3 separate regions of the Mus musculus genome follow, and regions 2 and 3 are each linked to region 1. Evidence: chromatin contacts called from public ChIA-PET and HiChIP or PLAC-seq data. All regions are on one chromosome and are shown on one strand. Each heading gives the region's core, a stretch centred on a gene start, on an enhancer-like site or on the middle of the called end of the contact. The rest is flanking DNA. Distances are from core to core; before and after follow the strand shown.

What was found. ChIA-PET counts read pairs in DNA pulled down with a chosen protein or histone mark. HiChIP or PLAC-seq counts read pairs in DNA pulled down with a chosen protein or histone mark.
Region 2: a contact with region 1 is called in an H3K4me3 HiChIP or PLAC-seq map of bone marrow-derived macrophages, with 6 times the contacts expected there. The contact joins two enhancer-like sites.
Region 3: an RNA polymerase II ChIA-PET map of memory CD8 T cells shows a contact between it and region 1, with 6 read pairs. The contact joins two enhancer-like sites.

The regions. Positions count from the first base shown.
Region 1 is chr3:9,499,411-9,502,529 of GRCm38.p6, forward strand. All of the region lies in intron 2 of Zfp704 (zinc finger protein 704), which reads right to left. Among named protein-coding and RNA genes, the nearest start is that of C030034L19Rik, 98 kb to the left of the region's middle. Within about 2 kb of position 1,496, at least 304 of the 459 cell types and tissues checked have an H3K27ac peak or open chromatin away from gene starts, as enhancers often do. A contact at or near this core is called in bone marrow-derived macrophages and memory CD8 T cells, where this site is marked.
Region 2 is chr3:9,946,118-9,949,236 of GRCm38.p6, forward strand. No RefSeq gene overlaps it. Among named protein-coding and RNA genes, the nearest start is that of Gm33273, 62 kb to the left of the region's middle. Within about 2 kb of position 1,519, at least 27 of the 459 cell types and tissues checked have an H3K27ac peak or open chromatin away from gene starts, as enhancers often do. A contact at or near this core is called in bone marrow-derived macrophages, where this site is marked.
Region 3 is chr3:9,915,182-9,918,300 of GRCm38.p6, forward strand. No RefSeq gene overlaps it. Among named protein-coding and RNA genes, the nearest start is that of Gm33273, 31 kb to the left of the region's middle. Within about 2 kb of position 1,715, at least 11 of the 459 cell types and tissues checked have an H3K27ac peak or open chromatin away from gene starts, as enhancers often do. A contact at or near this core is called in memory CD8 T cells, where this site is marked.

The sequences.
Region 1 (3,119 bases), core at 246-2,745:
ACAGCCAGGGCTAAACAGAGAAACCCTGTCTTGGAAAAGTACAGAAATAAAAATGAAAGCAAAACAAAACAAAAAAACCAAAAACTAGGCACCTATTCCAGTGCAGGGGGGATCATCACAGCCGTGGCTAAGCCTGCTTTTCCTTTGGTAGAACACACTCAAGTATTATGAGAACAATGATATAATGTCTGGAATCTGCTCTTAAAATACTGCACTTAAAAAAGGGAAGCAGATGAAAATCTGCCAGAAGCTGCTGCTGCTGCTGCAGAGGGACGGTAGGTGTGGGAGTTCCCTCTGCGGCTACTCAACATTTCCACGAAATCTAAAACAAAACAGACTTTTTTATGGGGAGGGGGAACTGTTGTTACAGGAGACACTGTCAGGAGAGGAACCAGAAAGCTCTATCAGAAAGGCTGGCTTCTGAATGACCCTGTGTGCCACAGAATGATATGACGCCATCCTAAACATTCAACATTATGTGTAAATAATTTTCTCAGAAATATACAATATGACAGCTTTACACACTCCTTTTAATGCCCTCCCCCACCCGCCCCCAGCAGTTGAGAATATGGGTATTGGATTAATGAGCACTGGTTGCTTCAGGACAGGGTGTGGGCCGGGCACCATGCTCAGTGACAGCCACCCAGTCTTCACTTCCTGCTCAGTCACCTCCAGATCTAGGCTTGGCTGCATTACCCTACTTTATAGATAGAGAAACTAAGGTCTGCAGAGGTGACAGTTTCCATGGTCACATAGAGTACCTGCTCCCATGGTGACCTACACTGCTGACATGTAGGACGACTGGCGCATAAATCAAGGTCACCGCAGTGTACAATGGGAAAAGTGTAGGAAGCTGCTTGGCTGTCACTGCCACAGCCATGGGGCTCAGGGTCAGGTCTGTGCGGGCTCAGTTCCAGCACTGAACTCGGTCACAGATTCAGCCATTATTTAAGTAGAAGAGGGACAGACTGCTCCTAGAGCAAGCAGAGGCAGAGAGAACCAACACCATTGTCCTCTCACTGACGACAGTTCTACAAACTGCTTAGTTCTTTCCTTTATAAGACCATCAATGAGAGGAGTGAGTGGCCCTTTGTCCTGCGAAGGCTCTATACCCCAATATAGGGGAATGCCAGGACCAGGAACCGAGTGGGTGGGTTGGGGAGAAGGGGGAGGGGGGAACGGGATTTTCAGAGGGGAAACTAGGAAAGGGGATAACATTTGAAATGTAAATAAAGAAAATATCTAATTAAAAAAAAAAGCCCATGCAGTTCTATTTTCCTTTTTGAGTGCTTTCTGAAGCCTGGTTATCTTTGGCAGGAGTTCACCTTGGGTCTTAAATAATTCATCCTTCAGTGTCTCTTTGGCACAGCAGGCAGGGGTGGTGTAGGGGAGGGTAGGGGAGGGAGGGTGAGCAAGCCTGTAAGAGGAGCATCACAAGTCAGGAGCTGGCACAGCTGCAGCCCCGAGAGGCCCCGCCTGGATGAGCTCATCCCTTGGCGGCACAGATTAGGATGACATCATGTTTCTGGAGGGCTCTCTAGCCTACTGCAGCTGCGCACAGCGTGCTTGCTTTTCCTGAGCACAGGAAAAATTAGCACCAGTATTTCTAGCTGTTCCTAAGGAAATGGCATTTTATTTCAGTGTGCTGTGGGATGCATAATACATCGCCTGCCTTACTATCAGCTCCCAGCCTATCAGTAAGCAACTCACAAATGCTGTACTTACAGGCTAAAAAGTCCAAGTACAGTGTTCTTCAAAGACTTTTATGCCAAGAGTATAAAACATTACCACACCATAGTATCAAGAACCAGTACTGATCATTATTTACGTACATCTCCTCTGTGTGGGGACAGGGGTCTCTGTGAACCCAATGCCGGCTTCAAACTTTCTATGTGGCAGCAGATGACCTTGAAATCCTCCTGCCTCCACCTCTTTAGTGTTCCCAGTTTCTAGTGTTCTGGGGACGGAAGTCGTCCATGGCGCTCATGTAGCATTTGCTTTAAGCTGGGAGCTGTGCGAAATGCTAAACATCTATTATCTAACTTAATCCTTTGCTTAGGCAAAGAAGGAGAACGGGCCTTTCCATACCTGTCCATACCTTACAGACGGGACACTGTAGCACGGGCCTTTCCATAACTGCCCATACCTTACAGACGGGACACTGTAGCACGGGCCTTTCCATAACTGCCCATACCTTACAGACGGGACACTGTAGCACGGGCCTTTCCATACCTGCCCATACCTTACAGATGGGACACTGTAGCACGGGCCTTTCCATACCTGCCCATACCTTACAGACGGGACACTGTAGCACGGGCCTTTCCATACCTGCCCATACCTTACAGACGGGACACTGTAGCACGGGCCTTTCCATACCTGCCCATACCTTACAGACAGGACACTGTAGCACGGGTCTTTCCATACCTGCCCATACCTTACAGACGGGACACTGTAGCACGGGTCTTTCCATAACTGCCCATACCTTACAGACGGGACACTGTAGCACGGGTCTTTCCATACCTGCCCATACCTTACAGACGGGACACTGTAGCACGGGCCTTTCCATACCTGCCCATACCTTACAGACGGGACACTGTAGCACGGGCCTTTCCATAACTGCCCATACCTTACAGACAGGACACTGTAGCACGGGTCTTTCCATACCTGCCCATACCTTACAGACGGGACACTGTAGCACGGGTCTTTCCATAACTGCCCATACCTTACAGACGGGACACTGTAGCACGGGTCTTTCCATACCTGCCCATACCTTACAGACGGGACACTGTAGCACGGGCCTTTCCATACCTGCCCATACCTTACAGACGGGACACTGTAGCACGGGCCTTTCCATAACTGCCCATACCTTACAGACAGGACACTGTAGCACGGGTCTTTCCATACCTGCCCATACCTTACAGACGGGACACTGTAGCACGGGCCTTTCCATACCTGCCCATACCTTACAGACGGGACACTGTAGCACGGGCCTTTCCATAACTGCCCATACCTTACAGACAGGACACTGTAGCACGGGTCTTTCCATACCTGCCCATACCTTACAGACGGGACACTGTAGCACGGGCCTTTCCATACCTGCCCATACCTTACAGACGGGA
Region 2 (3,119 bases), core at 269-2,768, 450 kb after region 1:
AGTAGCTGGGAAAACACGGTACGCTCATTCTGAAAAGCCCAGACACCATGATGGAGGTGAAGGTGGGATCCACTTCCTGAGTCTCCGTCTTCATGACGAGCTGCACCTAACATAGCAGGTCACAGTTCTGCTACTTCATGAAAACACTTGATGTCCTTGCTGTCCACGCTATGGCTTAGTACTTAAGTATCACATATTGTTACTGTGTGCCACTCAAGGATGCAACATTGCAAAACCACAATTATTCTTTTACATACATTAGCATGACATCAGAGTACAGTCAACAAAATCTTAAGACAGAGCCTTGACAATGGGTGACAAACGCTACTCTTTATTCAACGAGGCTCTGAATGCTTCTCATGTCACATTTTTATATTTTTTGCAATTACAAGTTCCTCTTTGTATTCACTGATAGCTTGTTTTCTGCTTGGGATTTTTTGTTGTTGTCCTTGCTGCTGTTGTTCTGTTAACCAAGGCTGGGGAGTTGGCCTGGGGCGGGAGAGAGTGCAGAGTCACAGTCTTTCTGAGGAAAAGAAACGCTTAGCCAAGGATTCTCATGGTTCCTGTGGCTATGTTGTGACCTGAACTCGACGTGACTCAGCCTGATGCATGTTGCCACTGTGTCCCTGTCGTGAACTTTCCATTTTCACAAAGGCCCCACTGTGTAGCAATTTGGTTAGAGCCATGTCTTAGCCAGGGCTACTGGAAGTAGTCCTGTAGAGTATCTGTGGCATTCAGTAGGATGGGTGGCTTGGATTTCTATTGCTGTGATAGAACATGACCATGAATAAATTGGGTTGGAAAGGATTTATTTCATCTTTTACTTCTGAAGTCACTCCATTGTTGCGGGAAGTCAGGCCAGGAACTTGGAGACCAGAGCTGATGCACAAACTGTGGAGTGGTGTTGCTTACTGGCTTGCTCCGTATGACTTGCTCAGCCTGCTTTCTTGTAGCACCCAGGACCGCCAGGCCAGCGCTGGCACTACTCATAGTTAGCTGGGCTCTCTCGCATCGATCATCAATCAAGAAAACGTACCTCAGGCTAATCTGGTCGGGACATTTTCTCAGTTGAGGTTCCCTCTTCCAAAACGACACTAGCTTGTTCAGGTTGATGGGAACAACTAGCTAGCAAGGTGGAAGATAATTCTAGCAGAGAAATTTTAGGCATCAGTGCTGTGAATGAGATGTAGATCTGTGATATTAGAGCAAAGTTTGGTGAGATTTACCTTAACTCACTTGAAGAACTGAATCACAAGACAACAGGGCAAAATCAGGCCCTGCACAGCTGTGTGTCTTCCTGTAAGATATTTGTACCTATTTAGTCTAATATAAGTACAGTATCTGCAGATCCAACACGATAAGAGGCGTGGTCAAAGTCAAGACCCCCAAGAAGACACGCCCCAAGGCAAACCATCCCAGATTTACTGGAGCAGATGGAGTGGAGAGTGCTGTGGCCACTAGAGACCAGAGATATCTTTTGTTTTCTTCGCTAGGATTACAACTCTCCCTGTGAAGGGCGAAATGGCGATCCAAATATGGATCCCTTCAATTTTCTTTCATGGACAATTACTTTGAATGTGTGTAAGGCTTGACTTCAAATAAAAACATTTCTATGCAAAATTTAATTACTTAGGAAGGATATTATTTCAGACTCGGATCTACTAAACTTGAAAGTGACAGCCATTTCTAGCCATTGCTAAGTGCCACGGCCACACCCAGGCAGAGCGCTCTCCAAATTGGACTGGTTCTGCCATCTAGTGGCACAGTTGATTAACTACAAGTAGTTGAGGCACTCCCTGGCTTGGCCTGCCCACAGGGTGAGAATTAAGTCTGCACTTAACATTGTGGAATTTGTTTCACCTCCTCACACATGTGACTTTGGAGAAGCTATAGAATATTGCTCCATGTCGGCTAGCTGAACTGTATAATGACGATAAGGAGCTATTGCATGGTTCTCATGAGGCACCTGTGCTTCACACATGGGAAACACTTAGCAGATTTCCTGACAGTGATGTGATTATATTTATAATTTTTATTCTCAAAATGCACGTCTTTGGCTGAGGCATGAGAAATCAAGTTATGAAAATATGAATGATTTTTAATAAATGATGTCTATAATACTGAATGCTTGGATGAAAATCAAGTTTATTTAGGCTCTCTATGCACAGCGCCAACACATGCATGATCTCCGTGACACTTGCCTCAAGCCAAGCTGTTCCCCACCTCATAGAGAGCGACTCCATCCCAGCAGAACACTCGATATGTGCATGCTAGTGTGCGCCTTCTTTCTCCCACTTACAGAACCTCAGTCTTTATATCCAGCTAGGTGTCGGCTTCCTGTACACACTTCTCCAGTGCTGTCAAGCAGACTTCAATCCTGCATAGTCCTTTTCTGTGCTGTGTGTTAGAGCATTTGACATGGTCAGGCTGTCGGTGAGGATTGGGTGGGATGCAGGCTGATGCAGACCCGGAGTGTGAAATGCCTGTCATGAGACATTGAGTGTTACCCTCATATACTCTATCATCACAATGCCTGACACAAAGACTTCACACAACACAGGTCTCATCAAAGCTGAGAGGGAAAAATGATTTTAGAGACAGGACCTCACATGTAGCTGAACCAGGCCTTGCATTTGCAACCATCCTGCCACAGTGCATCATGAGAAGGCCAGACTAAACTGGCCTGGTAGGTTGAATTGGTAGATTTGATACCTAAAAGTAATGCTATAATAATAATAATAATAATAATAATAATAATAATAATAATAGTCATTAAGAAACACCTAAAGATTACTAAAACATAAAGAAGCCACTTCCCCTTCTCAAGTGATATTGAAGTTTGACATATTTTTAAGCCTCGCTGGACTTGCATGCTCACAATAGCTGCTTCTGAGCAGCCCTGTACCCCCACACTTGTCTTTTGTTGTCTAGGTGTTTGGGGCTACAGGGATTACATAAGTTTTATCCCCAGTTCCTCTACATCTGAAGTATTGCTAAAATTTCCCCCATTGCACCACTACTCAGACTTTGCTGAGTGCGGTGGCATGATTATATATCCACAGAGCACATCTTTGGCCATGAGCCTTTCTTTCAGCTAGAAATACCTGCTTTCCAACCCA
Region 3 (3,119 bases), core at 465-2,964, 420 kb after region 1:
AACTGCAATGCCTGGTCCTTGATTACATGGAAGAAAGGCGGGTCCTGATAATGTGAACGGTGGTTGGATCCCCAGGTTCTTTTGTCTGCTTGGTGTGAGAGACTGAGCAGAGCCAGCTTTTCTGGAGTTTCTTCTCAGTCATTTGCTAAATGTAAATAACATTTTTAGGTGACCCACTCTATTCCACGCAACAAAGCAAAAACCTGAATTAGCTGGCAGGGACTCTTCATTAGATAGCCATTCAGCCTTGGTGGCTTCTCTGCGATTATTTTACTGCTATTTACAACATTTGCAGAACTGAGGGGAAAATGTCAAATAAGCATTTGATGTTTTTCCTCATCTCTCCCTCCAAGGGACATTGCTTTGTAATTTGTTTAGCATCTTAGTCAGCCCATTAACCTTTCACCCTGGACACAGAAGATGGGTTCGATGGTTTAATTCTGTTCCCTGAGGAGTCTATAACCACATCGTAAGCTGCAGCATGTTGGACATTAATTTGGATGTATTTTCAGTCACGTCCAGATTCAGGATAATGGAAGTATAGAAAATATGAACTTAGTCCATCTGTGAGGATGCTGACTTTGCAATCGTCGCATTGATTTCTGTTGATAGGAATGGTATGTACTGGCACTGGGGCTTCAGCAGTAAACTACATTTTATTTTATACTTAAGACTTATTTCCTTTTCTTAAAATCATTTCCTAAAATTATATGTATTGGTATGTGCGTATGAACGCAGGTGTCGTAGAGGCCAGAAGAGCATGTCATATACCCTGGAGTTGGTATTACAAGTGTATGTGAGCTTTCCAATATGGGTGCTGGAAGTTGGTCTTGGGTCCCCTGCAAGCGTAGTGCATGCTCTTAACCACCGAGCCACCGAGCCACCGAGCCAGCCGTGTTCTGGTTTGCTTTCTGTCGCTGTGTTAAAGCAGTTCATTTTATCTCACAGTCTCTGTTATAGTCAGTTGCTGAGGCAGGAGCTGAAGTGGAGGCACTGGTTCTCACTGGCTTGCTTCCCTCGGCTTGCACTCGTTTAAATTTATTTATTTATTTACTTTCTTATTTACATCCCACACTCTGCTTCCATAGGATTTCCCCCTCACGGAGTCCTTCCCCACAAAACCCTCCCCTTCTCCTCTGGAGAGGATGGCCCCACCCTGGGTATCCCACCACCCTGGTGGATCAAGTCTCTGCGAGATTAGATATATCCTCTCCCACTGAGGCCAACGAGGCAGCCCTGTCGGGGAACAGATTCCACAGTCAGGCTATAGCTTTAGGGACAGCCTCCACTCCAGTTGTTGGAGGCACCACATGGACACTGAACTGCATGTCTGTTACATACGTGCCAGGGACCTCGTTCCAGCCTGGGTATATTCTTTGGTTGGTGGCTCAGTCTCTGAGAGCTCCAAAGATCTAGATTAGTTGACTCTGTTGGTCTTCCTGTAGAGTTCCTATCCCATTCAGGGCCTTCAATCCTTCCCCCAACTCTTCCATAAGAATCCCCGACTTCCATACAGTGTTTGTCAGCCTGCTCTTTGATACACTCCAGGACCATCTGCCCAAGGGTGGCACCACCCACAGTGGGTTGGATCCTTCCATAAAAATCATTAATGATTAAAGGCCCTGCAGACTTGTCTGCAAGTCAAGCTTATGGAGGCCTTTTCTCAACGGATGTTCCCACTTCCTAGATCAAGCTAGCTTCTGTCGAGTTGCAAAAAAAAAAAAATCAAATCAGCATCAAATTCACACGGAGCCGCGCCTTTCCTGTGTGTGATTGCTACTGATTTCCTGTGCATATTTTCTGAAAGGCTTTTTGAGTACTCTTGGCTCCTCCAGGTGCTGTGATGTTTGGGACTTGGCGTTTAGGGGACTTGGAGTTTAGGGGACTATTTCAAAAGTCAGGAACTAATTTTCTGAAAAGAAGGGCTTGTGCAGAAAGCCACGTTTTGTTTTCTGTTGCCCCTTGCACCTCTGGACTCAAACCTGAAAAGCAGGAAAAGCTTTAGTAAGTTCACTCAGTTAAGTGAGAAGCTTAGCCTGGGAGAGCAGCTTATTAAGTGAGAAGCTTAGTCCGGGAGAGCAGCTCATTAAGTGAGAAGCTTAGTCCGGGAGAGCAGCTCCTTGTGCCAAGCTTCTAGCTGCCACCTGGGCCTCAGCCTCACCTCTGCACTTGTCACCACACATGCTGCTTAGGGATCAGGTTAATTCCTTTCTGGAACTGACTGGATCTACCTCTCCCAGACTCCTGCCACCATGGAGGTGACCCTTGATGACCTGAGTTTCTTCCGACACTATGCGTGCCCTTGCTTAGCTGAGTTTTACACTGATCTTATAATCAGGCCAATTTCTTTCATCACCCTTGTAATTGATCAAAAATTTATCTTCAGGCTAATCTGAGCCTGGATGAGCAGGAGCAGAAGTTGAGAGGAAACGCGTGTGCAAATCCTGCATGGTTTCTCAGTTGTTGTTTTATGGGAGTGATAGTTTTATTAGAAAGCATATATATATATATATACATATATATATATATGTCTCTCATTAAGTTGTGATTTGTTCTGTGAAATGGAAGTGTGTGAGGATGGAATATAAAATAAGCTAGGTGGGCTTGGTAGTTTGTGTAAGGATGTCATCTGATGTGCTTGGACTTGCTTTCACTTGTTGCCACAGGGTGGGCTGGTACCCAAGTGGGGCTTCCCCTTCTCTGAGGAGAATGGGAGCGGTAATGAGGGAGAAATGTATGAGGATGAGACTCAGAAGAGAGGAGGGAGGGGGCTGCAATTGGGATGAAAAGTGAATAAATACATAAATTAATAATAAAAAGAATGGCTGCCTGTGGATCCAGTTGGAGAGCTCTCAACTGCCTCTCCAGCACCATGGCTCCATGTGTGCCACCATGCTCCCTACCATGATAATGGACCAAACTCCTGAAACTGTAAACAAGCCCCAATTAAATGCCTTTCTTTCTGAGAGTTGCCATGATCATGGTGTCTCTTTACATCACTAGAATAGTGACCAAGACACACGGTCTCAAAGTTTGCTTCTGTGTGTTTTTGAAAACTGAATGAAAGAAGCTCCAGGATACTCTTGGTACTCTGTATGTCTGTCTGTCTGTCTCTCTCT